Regions from separate parts of the Rattus norvegicus genome. Here region 1 is linked to region 2. Evidence: chromatin contacts called from public Hi-C data. All regions are on one chromosome and are shown on one strand. Each heading gives the region's core, a stretch centred on a gene start, on an enhancer-like site or on the middle of the called end of the contact. The rest is flanking DNA. Distances are from core to core; before and after follow the strand shown.

Evidence for each region. A called contact is a pair of places that touch in the nucleus more often than the background predicts.
Region 1: a Hi-C map of the Rat2 cell line shows a contact between it and region 2, with 5 times the contacts expected there. The contact joins two enhancer-like sites. A contact is called at or near these places in 7 of 12 Hi-C or Micro-C datasets (the A7r5 cell line, the Rat2 cell line, Schwann cells and 4 more).

The regions. Positions count from the first base shown.
Region 1 is chr8:39,862,810-39,867,803 of GRCr8, forward strand. No RefSeq gene overlaps it. Among named protein-coding and RNA genes, the nearest start is that of Ets1, 500 kb to the left of the region's middle. Within about 2 kb of position 3,557, at least 9 of the 93 cell types and tissues checked have an H3K27ac peak or open chromatin away from gene starts, as enhancers often do.
Region 2 is chr8:39,728,461-39,733,612 of GRCr8, forward strand. No RefSeq gene overlaps it. Among named protein-coding and RNA genes, the nearest start is that of Ets1, 370 kb to the left of the region's middle. Within about 2 kb of position 2,696, at least 2 of the 93 cell types and tissues checked have an H3K27ac peak or open chromatin away from gene starts, as enhancers often do.

The DNA.
Region 1 (4,994 bases), core at 2,307-4,806, 140 kb after region 2:
GGGATTAAAAAGTAACTCATCATCACTTATCCTCAACTGACTATAGAACATGCCTCCATTGTCTTACAACTATTGTTGTTGTTGTTGTTGTCATCATTATTATTGTTGGTCATGGGGGGAGTTGTTTGTTTTAAGGCAGTGCTAAAGCAAATCGAGAGTGGGAAGAGGATATTATATCCTCCAAAGTCTACTGGACAGAGAACAGCAACAGTACGGGTATTGAGAATTAAAGCCATGGAAAAGCTTATAGAAGATCATGGGGAAAGCAAAGAGAGAGAAGATGGACTGTTCTCTGGAAAACCAGCAAAACGTTTGCTTGCAGAAAACTGCATGAGCAGAAAATCTAAGGATGATTCATTTTTTTAAAACCACAAGAACTGAATTCACAAGCCACAGGTGGCCTGGTAACAGACGGGGTAGTTCAGTGACAGGAACAGTCACAAGAATGTGTCCACTGATTTAAGAATCTTTGGATTGTCATCAAAATGTAAATGCATTGGCTGAACCAACATCTATAATAAACCACGTTGGGACCCAGCATGGGAATATCTGGGACTGTAGTGAGCACCGAAAAGTAAATCTTTATCTCCAATGACAGCTTTCAAAATGTGATGTGTGGCTTCTTCACCCCAAAGTCTGGTAGAATCAGCATATTATTTAGAAATACAGAAGCAAAGATCATGTGTATCACCCTTAAAGGTTATAGAAAGATCTGAAGAAAGGATTGAGTGAGATAGGGTGCTTCATGCTAAGACTTAAAAGGATTATTTCACTTTAGAAATTACAGGTTTTGGTGGCATAATGTTAAAATTACTTTAAAATTAAAAATCTACATGGTCCATATATTTTCAAAGGAAGAATCTTGAGCAGAAGTGGGAGACTAAAGAGTGCTGTTGTCTCTTTGGGTTGTAAAAGTCACCTTGAAAGTTTTGTCTAGCTGCTTAGGCAATGTGGACAGACTCCAGCATCAGGGATGTGATTTGTGCATTTGAAGCAATAATTGACAGTCCTTGGATCATGAGTCATGAGGAGAAGGTCACCTTTGGTGACCTTCCTTTCCTTTTGTTGGTTGCCAATACCCATCAGTGTAGACCGACGGTTAGGTTCTTCCAGCTCCAGCTCAGCTGTGGACATGGGGAGCACTTCCTGTCTTTTAGCTCGCTGTACCCTGGCTCCCCTCATGGGAAAAGAGAGGCTGATAATGAGCTGAACTGTGGGCACTAACTTCGCCCATTAATCATGCTTGTGACATTCATCCTATCTCTCCCATCTTTCCTGGAACTGATTAGTCGAGGTAGCCTTTGTGTTCTTTCCCCTGACAGGCATGCACATACACTGCACTGTATCTACTGATTCCCTTCTTGATTGTGAAACACATCAGAGGAGTGAGAGCCAATATTTAGGTAGTGGCTTTGGGATGTTGGGAATACACCTAGCCTGACTTGGATATTGGCTCCAGTGGGATATGCCAGACCAGCATTTTCAGAAAGCTCCATATTCAAGTTTGGATCTTGACCCAGCTCACTGTTTCACAAGGACACTCCTTGTATTATTTGCCTTCTGATGTTTTCATGTAGGTCACTTAGAAAGCTTGGGTTTCAAATGCCAAATTCCAGTGTGTGTGTGTGTGTGTGTGTGTGTGTGTGTGTATGTGTGTGTGTGTGTGTGTGTGTGTTGTATGTGTGTGTATGGCATAGGCGTTTTCATATGTCAATTTCATTTTCAAAGTAAGAATCACAAACTTTGTATTTAGACGAGATTTAGATTTATGAAATCGAATCATCTCAACTCAGTAGGTGAGAACACAGCACAGGCCTGCTTTCTGTGGGCATGTTTATTGTGTCTCTGCTACAAATATCACATGGATGGTGATCATGGGATGGATACATAGAAGCATTATAGTAATTTATTAGAAGGTAAAATTTTGCCACTTAAAGTTCACTTCCTCCGTAATTCCCTCATGGGAAATGGTGAATCTGACATTTATCTCTTGATTTGAAAAGTGGGTGTGACTCAAAGCTATTCTCACTGGAAATGGGCAGCCCAGAGTTGGCCTTTCTGCAACATTTCTAACTTCAGTGTTGATCAGCAGTCGTGTACCTAAGTTGAATGAATTTCTTGTCTTGGAAGCTCCTGCTACTTATCTAGCTTCACATTTTAAACCTAGACACTTTATAGCAAGGAAGTTATTCAGATGTTTTGAAATCTTAGCCTCCTATTGAAAACTCTTAAAACAACATGTTATTTCAACACATGCTCTTCCAGAGCCAGTTGTTTGAGATTCTTGGATTCTCAACCCATCGCACAGGTCAATGTCTATTCTGTATGTTGTCTGGGTATTTGGATTTCTACCCATCAGAAGGAAGAAACCCTGGTTTTACCCTGCACACAAAAGAAGTCCTTACTTATTGTATGTAAGGGAGGTGTATGTGTAATCTTGCTTTCCTTCCTTCTCCTCCCTCGCCTTCCTTCTCCTTCTTTTCCTCTGCATAGTTGGCATGTCATGAAGCGAAAATTCAAATGGCAATAATTGCCTGGTGGTCATAAAAATCTCAACTATCAACCAAAGCTGCTCATAAATAACACAGAAATGATCACTGTGTAACCCCTGCATTTTGCTAGTTTCACTCATTGTCTCCTTATCATAAGTGTCACTAATATTGTTTTGTACTAGCTCTATCTAGATTATGAAGTTACTCAGGCAAAGCAAAGCAATTAAGCAAGGGAAAGCTAACGGTCACAATTGTAGCTATTGTGGAAGAGCTGCAGATAGATGAATGGTAATTCCTGACATAATAGGCCTAGTAGGGAAAACTGGCATCTAATTACTGAGTCAAACAGAGCACACTGTGATGGACAGTATGGCATATACCAAGCAATACGGAAGGAGAAGACACAGATTTAACAACTGCTAATAAGCATCTGAATGAGAGAGATCCATAAAATATTACCTAGAAATTGTTCTTTATAAAATCCTCTCTCACAATTTCCCCTCTTGGTCCCATAAAAACAAACCACGCATGACCCATTTTTAGTGCCCTCTCTGTCACAACCCACATTCAAAGCTCCACAAATTATAATCTGCGCATTAAAATTGCTCTTCTAAGTGTCTGTCTCAAATACCTACGCCCGGAAAGATGGCCTCCTTGCAGTACAGTACTGCAGAGCATTGCCAGTGTGGTTAGCAGAATGTAGGTTAGGCCAGGAAGCCTTTGTGAAAGAGCAGTTGTTGGTGGTTTGGCTCAGAGAGCGTAAGTCTTTCCAAGGGTGTCTTTACTGCTAACTTAGAAGTGATGGATAGAGGCCACAGGCTGTTTTGGACTCAGGTCTTAGAAAAAATTCAAGAAAAATGACATTATTGTATTTGAGGACTATCCTGGAAAGTCCCTCCATACTCAGGCACAGGGCACAGGCCCTGCTTGGGTCAACTCTTGAGAAGAGGGGTTTTTAAAGTTCACACACCCTTGTAATTGGCTTCCTAAGAATGTACATAAACAGGACAGTCTGAGATATTAAAATTCCCCCACACACCCCACCTCCCACTGAAAACCACAGAATGGGCCACCCATTCCCTGACTCACTGTTTGGCACTGATAAAGCCCCTACTTACCACAGGCCCCAAACACTAGGAAAGATGAGAATTCTTTCCTAAAGTCCCTAAAGAACGTGCCAAAAGATTCTTTGACTTATTTCTTCATCTCTCCCTCTAAACGGAGGCACAGTATCCATCACATTTCAGAGAAGTTCTGCGTTATAAAGAGGCAAACAATGAGTTTCAGACCCTTGGCAGGCTCTCCTGTTCACACCAGCAAGAACAACGTACAGATTCAACCTGGCACCTTGAATCAGTGTATGTCGGACTAAATGTTCAAATAATTTTCTTCTCAACCATCTTTGCTCCAGAGCATCTGTGGAGCACTGTGGAGCACTGTGGAGCACTATTTTGAGCCTCAGCCATTACAGAAGTCAATGGAGATTCAAAGATGCTTGATATGTGTCCCTCAACCCCCAACCCCAAGGAGATGAATGAACCTAGGCAGCAAGAGTGACTTGTGGGGGAGGGAGTAGAAGAGAAGCCGTGCCCAGGGCACAGAGGTAGTAGCCAGAGTCTGGGCAGACCCCACTGCGAATATTTTGGGGTAGAGGAAAAAGCATTGAGGTAGTTATAAACACAAATTGAATAATCTTTTCAATTCATCTACAGGAGAAAATATGGCCCAGAAAGGTGCTGTGATTTACCTTATATTAAACAGTTGCAAGTAAATAACCTTACTGTCAGAACAAGTAGAAGGGGGGAATTGGTGAACAAGGCAGTGGAGAACCTGGGCTCGGCTAGAAATACCCAAACCAGCTGAAAGAGCTCACGTTTGAGGGAGGATTTTGGTGCTCTTTAAAGAATCACACAAACTGCCTTGATGGACTCTTCTGGAATACACTAGAGTAAGCTATTCCAAGAAGACACTACAAAGGGACAGAAAAGTGGGTGAAGACTTTACAAAAAAAGTTCTATAGAACAATGAATATCTAAAGTAATTTTTATTCTTTTGATTTGTAGCCTCTTGCATTGAATTCCTTTTCATGTCTACCCTGGCTCTCGTTTTTTTTTTTAAAAAGACCTAGTCAGTGAAATAACATCTTAAGGATTCACTGAATGACCCATGGTATTATGGCCAGGGATTCAATCACAGCACATTCGTTGATGAATTATTGTATGAGTAGTATCCTGCTAAGGCCTGCACTGTACAAAATGCCCCTAAGTTACAGCTGGATCCTACATATATATGGATAAATGAAATAAAAGAAAGACAGTGAAATGGGTTCTTCAAGGTTTAAGGCATTTGCATGTGCTCTCTGCGAATGCTTCTCATTACTGCTGCTGATTATGCGCCTTCTCCCCTATCTGACTGACCTCATTCCCTGAGTGCTTTTTAGTTTGTGCTGGCTTCTCTTTTCTTGTCTGCAGACTGACATCCCCTTTTCCTTTGCAACTCTTC
Region 2 (5,152 bases), core at 1,446-3,945:
TTCCCAAGCATCGTCTGCACCAAGCTGTATGGTTGGTGTCTGCTCTGACAGTTCTAGCGAGCAATCACTGGGATGGGAGACCATCGGTGTTGAGTAACGTGCCCAGTGTCTGCACAGAGCAGACAGGGAGAGGAGAGTGCCCAGAAAAATGATACTTGCTCCTGAATGTTGGTACTTAGGATCTCAGAGGAGAATGCACGCCAAGAGTTGAACAGGAGACAGATTCGTCTTACAATGGTTTCATGGGACCAGGATTCTCCTTCATGCGTTGAACCAATGGGAGAGAATATTTAATAAACAGCTACTGTTACTGGATTAAGAAGCCGGCTCATTTCTTTCTCTTCCATTAACTAGCTCTGTTTACTGGGATAAGCTACTTGGCCCATCATAGTCTCTTGTGTATAAATTGGCTGCATGTTTCCTTGCATAAATTATTCAGTGTTTATTTGTGTATCTTACATGCCCTGGGGAATTCTGGGAATTGTCCTTCCCCCATCTCTTCCATGAATTCCCCATTTCTACTCAACACTATATGCCTACATACTCCTATAGCTATTCCAAACCCATTGCTCCAACAAGATTCTAACTTTTGCGTTTGGAATAGGACTGAGGATTTGGGTTCAGAATAATGTTTTCTCGAACTGAGACATAAACTTGAAAACTCTTGGCAGTGTGATTTCTCATCGTGTGTGTGAGAGCTCTAAGAAACTGTTCTGTACAAAAGAGGGGAATAAAGCACATTAATGAAAATAAAGAAAGAAAGAACTAAAGAAAGAACTCCAGTGACCCCTGAGGACTCCCTGCTTCCTAAAGTCTAGCCCCTCTTTCCTTTCTGGCTTTTGTAATAGTATCTGCACACTACACTTTCTTCTTTAAATTTTCTTAAGTCAATGACTCACAACCCGTACATTGCGATCCCCAGTGTTGAGTGACCCTTTCACAGGGATTGCCTATGATCATAGGGAAATACAGATATTTGCTTTACAATTCATAACAACAGCAAAATTACAGTTGTGAAGTAACAACAAAAGGTAATTTTATGATTAGAGGTCACCACAACATAAGGAACTGTATTATAGGGACACCGCATTAGGAAGGTTGAGAGCCACTGCCTTAAGCTCTTTTATCATTTGCAACAAAAGGAAAGTTAATTCAAGATGCTAAGGTATTTTGGTCTCTAATGTATCATGAAGTTTCTTTTGTATGGTGAATTGGTTAAGAGTCTTTGGTTCTTAACCAGAAAAATAAAGGGCTCCTGTACAAAATCAACGTGTTGATTTTAAGAGATAGGTCACTTCCTCACCTAACTATGAGTCTGTGTTTCTATTAAGATTAAAGTTTTTCATTAGTGGGGAACAAACAAAAATACAAGAGATTTAATACCTCTTCCCTCAAGGTTGAATAGTGAAACGTGTACACAAATAGCCGTAAAATCCGTCAACACCCAAAATGAAGTCCAGAAGAAACTTAAAAGACGGGATGCGCCTGCTCTGTCCTGGCTTTAGTAGGTGACTCTGAAGTCTCAGAGTTAGACCGCATCGTGTAATCAGTAAATAGAAGAGATCATGTAAGAAAAGCTGTCAAGCAAGTGCTTCCCATTAGTAGGTAGCTGGCAAGATCTGACCCTTCTGAATCCAACACTGCTTTTGCCAGGTCAATGAGGTACTGGGCTTGTGTGGTAGAGAACTAAGGCGGGCCTTCTGGCTCCAAATAGCTTAAGGTAACCGTGAGGCTAAACATGTGAATGTGCAGTCAAGTGGTTGTGTGGGCTGCTGGAGCTATGACAGGCTTTTATGATTTCTTTTTTAAAATTTTCCTTTCCCCAGTCTTATTCAGTGGCACTCTGTGTGTTTTTCACTTTTTCTTGTTTTGTGACAGGGTCTCATGTAGCTGGTTTTGAACTTGTTATGTGGACAAAGTGATGCTTCTGATCCTCCTGCCTCCACCTCTCTAGTGCTGGGATTCTAGGGATTCACACTGCCTCTTCTAGTTTAGGTTGTACTGGGGACCGAACCAGGGGCTTCATGCGTTCTAGGCAACCGCTCTACTAGTCAAGCCATATCTGCAGTCCACTCTTCACTTCTTTAATTAATTAATTAATTAATTAATTAATTCATGTATTCACTTTACATAGAAGCTCCCTCCCTCATTCCAGTTATACACTCACAAACCCTTCCCCCACTACTCCCTCCTCTTCTACTTAGAGAAGGGGAAGCCCCCATGTGTAGCAATCCACCTTGCCACATCAAGTCACAGCAAAACTAAACGTATCCTCTTCCACTGAGAATAGAAAGGCAGCCCAGGTAGGGGAAGGAGATCAGAGTCAAAGGCAGGCATCAGAGTCAGAGACAGCCGCTGCTCCAATAGTTAGGGAATCCACATGAAAACCAAGTTGCACATCTGCTACACATGTGTAGAGGGCCCAGGTCCAGCTCATGCATGCTCCTTGGTTGGTGGTTTAATCTCAGTGAACTCCCGTTGACTCTGAGGTCTTCTTATGGTAACCTTTACCCCTCTGGCCCTCCATCCTACCCACATTCTTCCACAGGACTCCCTGAGCAAGCTCTGCCTGATGTTTGCCTGTGGGTCTCTGCATCTGCCTCCATCCAATGCTGGATGAAGCCTCTCAGAGGACAGTTATGCTAGGCTCCTGTTTGCAAGCCTAGCAGAGTACCATTAAGAGTGTCAGGGGTTGTCTCTCTCCCACAGGGTGGGTCTCATGGTAGAGCAGTCATTGCCTGGTCATTTCCTCCATCTCTGGAGTTAGGAAAGTCTTGATAGTCCAGGCTACTTTGTGTGCTGTCCTTCTAATGAGTATTCAATATTCTATGCTATCTTTACTTTGTGAGCTCCTTCCACACAGTCCATTGCCTTTATTCCATTAGTTTATGCCTTAATTCTGTCTCTTGAAGTAAGCTCTTTGAAGAGCTTACCACAAGGCAATTGCTCCCTTTTCTGAGTATGAAATATTTGATATAGGTGGGTTTTTTTTCAGCTAAAATGCATGGGGTAGCTTCCTAACGCCTGTGTTAGCTCTGATGTTAGCTGCTCTACAAAATAAATTCCAAACCATCATTTGTTTAATCCAGGAGGGAATTGGGTTTTATTTATAATATGACCCAGGCAAGATATCCAGCTATTAGATATTTTCTCCACACAGAGAGACAGGGACATCGGTTCCTTCTGTCATGGACTTGTCCTTGACTTTGAATGCTTCTGTATCCAGGTAGATGAGTAGAGCCATTCTATCTGGTCTCAAAATCACACAAAGGAGCCCCACCCCCTTTGCCTTATAAGAAAGTAAGCACATGGCCTAATCACACAGGAATGATGGAAATGTAGCCCTGGCTACTGAGCCCATCTTGAGAGGAATTCTGGACTGGGAATTTGAATAGTGGCCTGTGCTTAACTGTCTTTATGACAAACGTCTTCCTTTCCTTCTTTCTTCTTCCCTTCTTTACCATTTTCCTCCACCTCCCTCTTTTCGACAAAACTCAGGCTGGCCTGCGACTTGCTTTATAGTTTATCTTTCGGGCACTTCTTATGTCGGCTCTTAACTTTCTATTAATAGACAATATTTCTCATTCTGGTAATTAAAATTCTTGATAAGGAGTCACACCTATTATGCAGTCGCACAATCTTTTATATAATCACATCACCTATCTTGAATATACTCTGTTCCTATTAAATATGTTGCAAGTACTTTACAATAAATATTAATAGTCCCTTAGAATTACTTTGATGCTAAGTTCCCCTAATGTGCCCAAATATTGCCCTCTTCTCCAGTAGGATGAAACCTTGAAACAAATGCATTCTTACCTTGAAGAATTAGGCCAGGGCTTTATGTAACATTTGCTCCTCAGACTTGATTGGAATAATGACAAGCTTCCAAGCATGGCAAATGCTTTGGTGAAAAAAATGAAAATCCTTTAATGTCTAACCATGGGAATTTTGTCAAGATTGACAAGAAAAATCAAAAGGCTTAGGAACTTGCACATTTTGACATGACCATGAAGAAGCAAAAATCATACACAGAATGAGTGGAGCCAATGTCAAGGTCAAGCAGTATGAGGTCACGCCCTTCATTGTTTGATCTGTGGAGATGAGCTCAACGCAGAAGCCACTCTTAATGACAATAATGCTATTATTAATTAAAGTAAACACAACGCTTTATTTAGTGTTGTCATGTAGGTATGTGGTTTGCTCGCCCCACAAATCTCTGAGATGGGTGTTTTTATATCATAAAACATAGAAGTTCAAAACATAGGGTTCATGGGAGAGAGTAAAACTTCAAATATTATAACATTAAGAAATCATAGTTCTATAAGGAGTTTTGTATTATTGTATTGTGCACTTTAAATTTCTTCTAATTTTTGATAGATGAGTCAATGGCAAAATCAGTGGGTTGAATGCACTTTGTGCCTCAGGGCACTAAAACACTGAATGGGCCAAGGGCATTTTATGAAGCTGCATAAAACAGTTGAAACCTATGGCTAGGAATCTATTACCAAATTGCTTTTCTCATGTATGTGATCACTTGTAATCTGATTATATATTTCTCTGGTGATCTCCAAACATTCAGATTTGAATTAAGGTCCTTACTGACTAACTTTTCTTGAGATTGGAGACTGTCAAGACTCTAACTGAGGTAAAGAACTTTGCTACTAGAGAGATCACAACCAAAAACCCTGAATTGGCTCTTGATCATCTTGCCAGTGAGGGGGACTATGTTGAATTTGAGCAGTGTTACAGCGACACCTGCTGGAATTTCACTAACTAGCAAGTGCAATTCAAGCAGATCAGAATTCTGTGAATTCACATAAGGGGAAATCTAAAATCTCATACATATGAGAAATAAAATAATTTTTTGATGGAAAAATTCCAAACAGTTATCTCACTTTCAGTATATGAAATGTGGCTTTTCCTGAGGTAAGAAGACTTAACATCGAACAAAGTAGAATCATGGTAATTTTGATACGCAATCACATCAGAGTCTGTAAATCGGAGGGCATTTACAGAAGCATCTGAAGAACATTTTTCAATCATTTTTTTGGCTCAAAAATAAATGTCAAATTCTCACTTCACTGAGGCTTCTTGCGAGGGTGCTCACTTTAAGAATTCACACAGAATATGGTCTCAACTTCTCTTCTCT